3 separate regions of the Mus musculus genome follow, and regions 1 and 3 are each linked to region 2. Evidence: chromatin contacts called from public HiChIP or PLAC-seq data. All regions are on one chromosome and are shown on one strand. Each heading gives the region's core, a stretch centred on a gene start, on an enhancer-like site or on the middle of the called end of the contact. The rest is flanking DNA. Distances are from core to core; before and after follow the strand shown. Region 1 has its middle 43 kb from the start of Aldh1l1. Region 2 has its middle 10 kb from the start of Vmn1r43. Region 3 overlaps Aldh1l1 (aldehyde dehydrogenase 1 family, member L1).

Evidence for each region. HiChIP or PLAC-seq counts read pairs in DNA pulled down with a chosen protein or histone mark.
Region 1: an HNF4G HiChIP or PLAC-seq map of pancreatic cancer cells shows a contact between it and region 2. The contact joins two enhancer-like sites. A contact is called at or near these places in 1 of 39 promoter capture datasets (embryonic stem cells) and 2 of 115 datasets of contacts at active chromatin or transcription factors (embryonic stem cells and pancreatic cancer cells).
Region 3: a FOXA1 HiChIP or PLAC-seq map of pancreatic cancer cells shows a contact between it and region 2. The contact joins two enhancer-like sites. A contact is called at or near these places in 1 of 39 promoter capture datasets (embryonic stem cells) and 1 of 115 datasets of contacts at active chromatin or transcription factors (pancreatic cancer cells).

The regions. Positions count from the first base shown.
Region 1 is chr6:90,506,859-90,509,558 of GRCm38.p6, reverse strand. No RefSeq gene overlaps it. Among named protein-coding and RNA genes, the nearest start is that of Aldh1l1, 43 kb to the left of the region's middle. Within about 2 kb of position 1,273, at least 159 of the 459 cell types and tissues checked have an H3K27ac peak or open chromatin away from gene starts, as enhancers often do. A contact at or near this core is called in pancreatic cancer cells, where this site is marked.
Region 2 is chr6:89,858,649-89,861,506 of GRCm38.p6, reverse strand. No RefSeq gene overlaps it. Among named protein-coding and RNA genes, the nearest start is that of Vmn1r43, 10 kb to the left of the region's middle. Within about 2 kb of position 1,461, at least 22 of the 459 cell types and tissues checked have an H3K27ac peak or open chromatin away from gene starts, as enhancers often do. A contact at or near this core is called in pancreatic cancer cells, where this site is marked.
Region 3 is chr6:90,559,915-90,562,823 of GRCm38.p6, reverse strand. It overlaps Aldh1l1 (aldehyde dehydrogenase 1 family, member L1), which reads right to left. Exons shown (of 23, transcript NM_027406.2): 4 at 2,833-2,909; 5 at 104-205. Among named protein-coding and RNA genes, the nearest start is that of Aldh1l1, 11 kb to the right of the region's middle. Within about 2 kb of position 1,378, at least 85 of the 459 cell types and tissues checked have an H3K27ac peak or open chromatin away from gene starts, as enhancers often do. A contact at or near this core is called in pancreatic cancer cells, where this site is marked.

The sequences.
Region 1 (2,700 bases), core at 24-2,523, 650 kb before region 2:
AGTTGCTGTAATACCACAATAAAGCTGCAAGCTGGATGCCGAGACACACCAAGTCTTAACTAAATGCAGTACCTGCTATGTCTGATCTGTCAGAGACACTCAGTAAAGAATTCCTAGAGGAATGGATGGATGGATGGATAGATGGATGGATGAGTGAGTGAATGAATGAAAGGCCTGGCAGGACGCCCTGACTCCCGTGGAGCCAGGAGGCCTGTGTTTACTCCATACCCTGCAGGAGAACACAGTGTCCACAGGGAGTATGCTGTAGAGGTGCTGAATTGGCGTGAACACCAGGGCTGGCCAGCAGCCATCCTGGAGCCAGGGTGGAGGAGGTCAGTCCAGCTAGTCAGACCCAGGGGCTGGCTCAGTTGTCATTCCACGACTCTAGGCAACGACTTCTAGTCTATGAAACAAACACACAAACCAAGGACCTGAGGAGGAAGCCTGTGGCCATGCCATCAACACTCTCTGCGCAGCTTTCTCTGCACATACCCTCAGTAAAAGGCTCAGGTCTGAGAAGATAGGCTGGACACCCAATGCTGTGCCAAAGAGAGAAGTCAGTATCCGTCATCCTGGGGGCAGGGTTGTCATTTCAGGACATCAGACCCTCTGTGGACCCACCTATCCACTAAGAAGATACAAGCAGTGGGGTTTGTCTATAGGGGAGTTCCTGTTGTACATGCCTGTGGGTGCCCACTGTGCCTTGGACATACACCCCCCTGTGATGTGGATATACAGCCTGTAGCAGGTGTGAACCCCACCGTACTGTCAGAGGGTCTATGACATGCTTCTAGTTAGTAGGTGCAAGACCCTGAGTATACACCCTGGCATATGCAAATGTTTGTGCAGGATATGGTGTTGGTGGGCCTGAGAGTGTCTATTATATCACCTGCTGTGTTCTTAGACCCTGTATGTGCCCTACTGTAAATGGTCTGTGGCCCAGGCCCATATAGCATACCATGGTGCTATGGGGGCTCCTGGCCTGGCTCACTTCTCTCCCAGGTGTCTGCCCCAAGTATCTGTTACAGACCAGAAGGGCAGAGACTTGTTCTCCAATCCCAGGCTGAAGGGCTGAAGGGCAACCCTGGGTGGGGAGGTCGCCAGGGCCTGCATTCCTGGCCTGGAGCTCTCTGGCTGGAATTTGTACATTCCATTCATAACATTCCCTGAAAGGGAGGGGGCAAAGCCCAAGTTAGTTAATAAGAGGGAATAAGAAAGAAGGGCTTCTTGCGACTCCAGGCTGTGTGTTCTGCTTGCCCTGGCACAGGCCCCAGTGGCTGAAATGCAAGGAGCACGTGAACTGTGTACTGAGCAACCTGGCACTGGCCACCTCTTAAGCCTGCCCCGGGGGCACCTGCTACTGGCTGGCGTTACCTTCTCCTAAGGGCTGGGTGCACAGCCTGAGACTTAGGGACTCTAGAAGGTAAACCTAGGCTCTCTATCTCTCAGGTAGTCCCATAGCAGTGGCTGAGTCCCAGGGTGACCAGGATAGGTAGGGATAGCCAGTGCCACCTCCAGGGTACAGAAATAAGTGGAGCAGGACTGTCACCACTTCTATTACAGACAGACAAGTGCAGGCTCTGGGAGATAAAGTCCAGGTGGCCGTTCTTTTTCCATGCCTGTATAAAAGCAGAAGAGAAGACAGAAGATTAAGGGACACAGGAGGGAAGGAGGCTCTTCACCTTGGGTCCAGTTCGCATTTCCTTTTGGCTGGAAATCAGAAACTTTGACAAAACTGATAAGATCAAATTGCCTACAGATAATGAGTGTTTTCCTAAAGACAGTGCCCACAAAGCTGTTCAAAACAACTGTGCTATGTGCTAACTTAGGGACAGGATGTTGGTGACCTTGAAGCTATGCATATTAGCATTCCCACCATCCCTATTCTAAATGCATGCCACAGACCATTGCTATTGCAAATACACTGGGTACTGACAAGTGTAACTCATATTTAAAAACATTTCACTCACCCCTTAAGCCACTGCACTCAGGAGACAGAGGCAGGCTTATGGATGAGAAGTCAACCAGGTTTACATAGTGAGCTCCAGGCCACCCAGAGTTACAAAGTGAGACCCTGTCCCAAAACAAAACAAACAATGAGGACAGCAAAAAGAAAAGTCATCTCACGCAGTTCCTCAGCGATGCTTAATTAAGAAAGTAAAGGGACCCCGAGATCTATGAGTCTATTCTGGATCCAAACCCAAGTCCTGTCCCTGAAACCTGGAGAAACGACTTTAAGCACATGACACTGCAGCTCTCAAAACCACACCTTTCTCACCGGGCTACGTGATCATAAATGAGATTCCAAAACCACAGCAGGCTGCCAAAGCATGCAGTGAGCAGATCCACACAGCTCCCTGCACGGTGGAGGGCTGTCCCCTGTGGGAAGGCTGGCAGCTGCCCTGACTTGGGCTCTACAGGCCCACAGTGCCTGGAGGCTCTGGAGGGACTCTTAGCAGCTATTCAAAGTCCAGCAAACAACAAACCGAGCCCCTGCCTGTAGCATTCACCCAGCTTGGCACTTTCCCCAGGCGGGCATCCGGCCATCTCCCTAAGCACACATTTTCCTACGTGTCCAAGGTGTGAGAAAAGCAACAGTCTCGAGTCTGGGCTCACGGGAAAGGCTTGGTTTTAAAGGCTGTGTGTTTTTTAACTCGATATGAAGTACATTCTGTAACTCTTGACCAAAATACCAACTGA
Region 2 (2,858 bases), core at 212-2,711:
AAACGAGATCTTAGAACCACTTTCAAGATTCAGCTTAAGGTCAAGGGCCTCCTAGCCCACCCTGTGGGTCCTAATAAGGTGTTGGCTGAACAAAGTGCTCCAGCCCCACTACCCCCAAGAAGGCCACCTCTGCCTCCTACTTTTACTACTCCCTCCAAGGTTAGTTTGGCCCCTCTAGAGGCCCCTACAGCCACCACCTTTCCCCAGACTGGACAGAGGTTGTTAAATTTAGTCCAGGGGGCCTTGAGTGTGATTAAGACTAGCCTGGACTTGATCAAGTCCTGCTGGCTATGCCTGGCCTCGGGACCTCCTTATTATGAGGGAACTGCTGTTTTAGGAGGATTTAATAGTACTACAACCCATGAGGCCTGCATGTGGGGACAACATCATAAAATCACCCTAACCCAGGTTTCTGGCTTTGGCACTTGCATTGGAACCCGGCCCCAAAATCATCAACATCTCTGCAATGAAACCCTAAAGAGCCATAAGACATCAGATACCAGATACTTGTTTCCTGGGTTACACAAGTGATGGGCTTGCAATACTGGATTAATTCCCTGTGTATCTACTGCTATCTTTGATAATTCCAAAGATTATTGTGTGCTTGTTCAGTTAGTTCTTAGAGTACTCTATCTCCTAGCCAGCACCCTTAAAAATATCTATGACAAGCATGTTACCAGGTTTCACAGAAAACCAGTAACCCTGACTCTAGCAGTCATCTTAGGACTAGGAGTGGCCACATGGGTGGGTACGGATACCACTGCTTTGATCTAGATGCCCATTATTTTAATGAACTTAGGTCTGCTATAAATCAAGATTTGAGGGCTTTGGAACAATCTTTGTCAGAGCTAGAGGAGTTGGTCGCCTCATTGTCTGAAGTTGTGTTACAGAATAGGAGAGGTTTAGACCTGCTGTTATTAAAGGAAGGAGGATTATGTGCTGCCTTAAAAGAAGAATGTTGTTTAATGTAGATCACTCAGGAACAATTAGAGATTCCATGGATAAGTTAAGAGAAAGACTAGATAAAAAGCAGAAAGAAAGAGACGCCAGTCAAGGATGGTTTAAAAGTTGGTTTAATAAAACTCCATGGATGACCACTTTGATGGGACCACTATTGACCCTATTATTGCTTCTTATGATAAATCCCTGGATTTTAAAAGGTTAGTTGTCTTTATTAGAGAAAGAGTTAGTGCAGTGCAGCTTTTAGTCTTGAGACAACAGTATCATACCTTAAAAGATCAGAAGCATCAGAAAAAAGATGATGTCTAGTTCTAAGATTAGAACTACTTACAAGAAGAAGTGGGGAATGAAAGATTGTGATAGAGAGTGGAAAAATTAAGGGCCCTAGACAGGAACCTGAGAAGGTGAACTTTGTGACCCAATGTTCCAGGATATGCTAACCGCAAAACAGATGGTGACATTCCTCCACCCAACCACTCCTTTGTTCCAGGAAATGTTTGTACAAAAAGAATGCCTTGACCGTTCTTTGAACCCATTATGCAAACTGGCTAGTTTGCCCAATGCTGTCAGTTATTGTCAGGTGTTTGCAGTTTTTGCCTTTATAAACCTCTTACCCCTTGAGCTTGTGGTCAAACACCTCTGTCCCTGTGTGGTAGACAAGTTGTCCCCAGTGCACTAGTTCCTGAATAAACCTCTTGCTGATTGCATCAAGATCCGTCTCTTGTGAGATCTTGGGCATCGAGATATCCCTAGACTTGAGTGAGGGTCTCCCCACTGCAGGGGTCTTTCAGCTTCAGCTTGCTTGTCTCATGACTGGTTGATTTCAGCAACTGTGGAATGTAGACAAACTATGAATTTGTTGTGCAAAGTTAAGATAACTCAATGAGAGAAAAGTAAGTTTTATGTGACTTGACAGATATAGGGTGACAATATAGTTAGACAGAGACACACAAAATGCAATGCCATTTTTAGGTTCAAGAAAAAAGTGACATTTTTTTGTTTTTGCTTTATGGGTAGATTTTTAATTCAGCAGGGAAACAAGTGTCATAAATCTGTGTATTTGTGGAACATTTGATGTGTACGCACTCACTAGCACTTATTGAGTAACTAGAGATTTCAAATAGCATTTTTGTATGTTTTTGGTACTTCCTAATAATAAAGACATATTATCTTCATACAGATACAGCATTATCCCTAGTGACGCTGAGGTTCAGTGGATAAAGTATTCACTGCACAAAAAAAACCTGAGCATCCACATATCACAGAGTAGCAGGCATCTTTCACCCCCAGAGTTCTTATGGGCAAATGGGTAGTGAATTCCCAGAAACTCTGTGTTACTTAGCCTGGCCCACATAGTAGAGAATAACAAGAGAACCAACAGAAACAAAGTGGAAAGTCAGGACAAGTGTAATAGGTTGAAATCTGGCCTCTACATGCATAGGATGATGCATAGGTGCCTATATTCACAGACATGAACACACGTGCGCACGCGCACACACACACACATTTAAATTATTCCCCCTATATCAAATAATGATGAGAATATAAATATACCGGAATATAATTATCAATAATAAAACATTGTGACAAACATGTCTTGCACACCAATTGAATTCCACTCTTTACACATATGATTCTTGTTCTCAGACTCTCCTGGGAAAGCAAAGTTCTTGCTGAAGATGCTGCCAGCACCATGCTTACTTCTGGCACTAAGCTGCAAAGGCAGCTCCAGTGTTGTGTCTCCTAGAGAGAGTTTCCTGTGACTGCAAATGTATGAATGTACATAATAGATCAGACATATAAATTTTAGTATTAGCTGATGCCATAAAGAGATGAGCTTGAAATATGCTTTTACATTAGAGGTGAATTGTCAAATTAAGGCCTGTGTGTTTTCATAT
Region 3 (2,909 bases), core at 129-2,628, 700 kb before region 2:
GCCTTCCACTGCTGTTCCTATAGCATCAGTGGAACCTTGCTTCCCTGAGCCACTTCTGCACTCCAGACACGGGTGATGCTGGGTAGCTGGGTTTGGTACTCACCATGGCTGTCTCCTTTTTCTGAATGCCCTCATAGGTGGCTCCTTCCTCAGGCTGGGGACGGCGTGGGGCTGTGCCCTCTGCAATCAGTCGCACAGCCTGAACCTGCAAAGGAGACTCCAGTCAGCTTCCCCAGCATCAGCGTCCCACCCACATCCAGTCCTGGTCCTCACCCTGCAGGCACCTGAGAAGCCTACAGCATGGACACAGGGACACAGGGTATGGGTGACAGGATTTGGGGAGAGTGGAATGGCACACAGACCATCAGCAACACATCCTCTTAGATTATAGATGCTCTAGATCTCTAGGGGAGGAAACAACCAGACCCCACTGGGGATAACAGACACACAAGCCTATGGGTTGCTGTCTGGAACCTTCTTGAAGGAGAATAGCTCTCAAGCCCTGATGTGGGCTTCGACATCTGTAGTAAAGTAACTTCTCTGGGGTCTGAATCAAGGAGTGAAAAGGAGGCTGTAACCCATCCTGAGGAGGACCCAAAGGAGCTATTGTTGACAAGAAATAGAATGCCATGGGGCTGGGGAGGTGGCTCGGTAGTTAAGGGCACTGGGTGTTCTTGTGAGAAGACCTGGGTTCCATTCCCAGCACTCACATGACAGCATACAACCTCCTATAACTCTACTTCTATGGGATCTGATGCCCTCTTCTAATATCCATGGTGCACATATATACAAGCAGGCAAATGCTCACACATGTAAAATAAATAAATAGAAAAAAATTAAAGAAAAAAATAGGGCATCAGAACTGTAATGCAGGGAGGGTTGCCTGTTGAAATACACTATAGTGATAAACATGGGCTGTGTTTGTACAATCCTGTACAATTGCCAGCTCCTGGGGACTTCAAAGGTAGGTGTGTGTGTGTGTGTGTGTGTGTGTGTGTGTGTGTTATAATGCAGGAGATGAAACATACAAAGTAATCACTATACTACAGAGCTAGATTCCCATCCCCAAATTCCTGAACGGAAATTAATTATAATTAATTTAAGTAGACACATGTGACCAGTGGTTGCCTTGGATACTCTGTCTCTAATGGCCATCTGAGTCATTTGCTGTGGAATGTGAAGTCCTCTCATCTCAGGCTAAGTATTCAACAAGGCAGCTTTGCTCACTACTGTTTAACACACAGTGAAAACATTAAAGACAAAAAGGCAGCTGATGTGAAAACAGACTGTGGTGAGGGGCAGATGGCTCAGGGCTTGCAGTGGTCTGGTGACTGACACCTTGCTCACTGCCATGTGACAAGGCTCTTTGTCTGTAAAACATCCTGGCCTGATTATCAAGGGCTTTGGTCCTCTCTCACTAGCCTACCCTACAGGAACAATATACACACTAGGACCTCCTGGGGGCACTGTGTCCTTCCTTGTCTTTCCACAGCCCTGCCCAGTGGAGAGTCTGGAACACCACTGCAATTAAGTGGCTATCTTCCCCAATTGATCACAGCAGGATGCATATCACCGAAGCAGCCAATCAGTGTAGGAGGCAGAGGTCCTTGTGTTCAGAGATAAGGACTAGGGAAATGAGGAATGTTAAACAAGCAGGGTTAGCCTGCAGTTATAGTGCTCACCTTTAATCCCAGCACTCAGGAAGCAAGAGCAAGTGGATCTCTTGAGCTTGAGGCCAGTCTACTCTAAAGAGTGAGTTCCAGGACAGCCAGAGCTACACAGAGAAACCCTGCCTCTAAAAACTAAAAAAACCAACCAAACAAAAACCATGCAGGGTTGTCCCTTTAGATGGAGAGATGTTTAATAACCGGTTGTCTGCCCAGAAGGCTGGGAAAGGACATGGTAAATAGCCTGGTGACATTTGTGCTATGCTATCTATGTGGCTGGGACCACACCACATCCTTCCCCAGACCCTTATCATGAACTTGTTTTCCCTCACTCAATCTACACAACCCATCTTTATGACAGGTGTCACATGTACTTTACAAAGCAGGGCTTCGCTGTAGTCATGTCTTAAGCTTTTATTGTACACACAGGATTGAATTAAATATCACCAGGAAGTCTTTTTTCACCAAATTGTGCTGTTCTTAAATGTGCCTAAAATAAACATGAAGTGTGAACCAACACTGGCTACTGAGTCATACTGAACCCAATTTCCTTCTTGCTTCTCTTGGATCGACACTCTGCAGGCCCTGATGTTTATAGAGTCCCCACAAGTCAGAGTATTCTTGTTGCTCAGGCCAACAACTGAGTCAGCATAACCACATGACCCATAATGTCCAATCAGAGTCTTCCTTGATCTTTCAGCCATATATCTTGGAGAAATGGGGTTTCTCACCCCATGGAAGCTTAGACATAGGAGTCAAGGATCTTTCATGTCATGCAGGACATCTGACCTGAGGATAAAATGAACTAAACAGAAAAAGGACCAAATTGAGACGTGAGAATCCAAAGACTTAGAGGCTTTTGGATTCAACCACACCTGGCCCACCCTGTGTCTGGACTTGTCTAGTCAATGACTCCAACCAAAGTGCCTTTTGGGCTAACACCCTCTTGAGTTGGGCTCTGCCTACTCTGCCCACAGTTCCTTCACGTTCATCATCCCATCCCTTTGAGGTCCTAAAGAGTGAGTGCCCTCTTTCACGAGTCCTGAAATTGAGTGTGTATGCCTGGCCAGTGGCGATCAGGAAGGGCAATGGAGCCAAGAGTCTAGAGACTGTGTCAGGGCAGGTATGTGATGGGAGGGCAGGCGTGGCCAGCCTTCAGTCTTACCATCCCTTTGATGCCCTCTGGGAAGAGGAAACGGTTGTACAGCGTGCTCACGGTGTCATCTGGAAGCACGTCACACT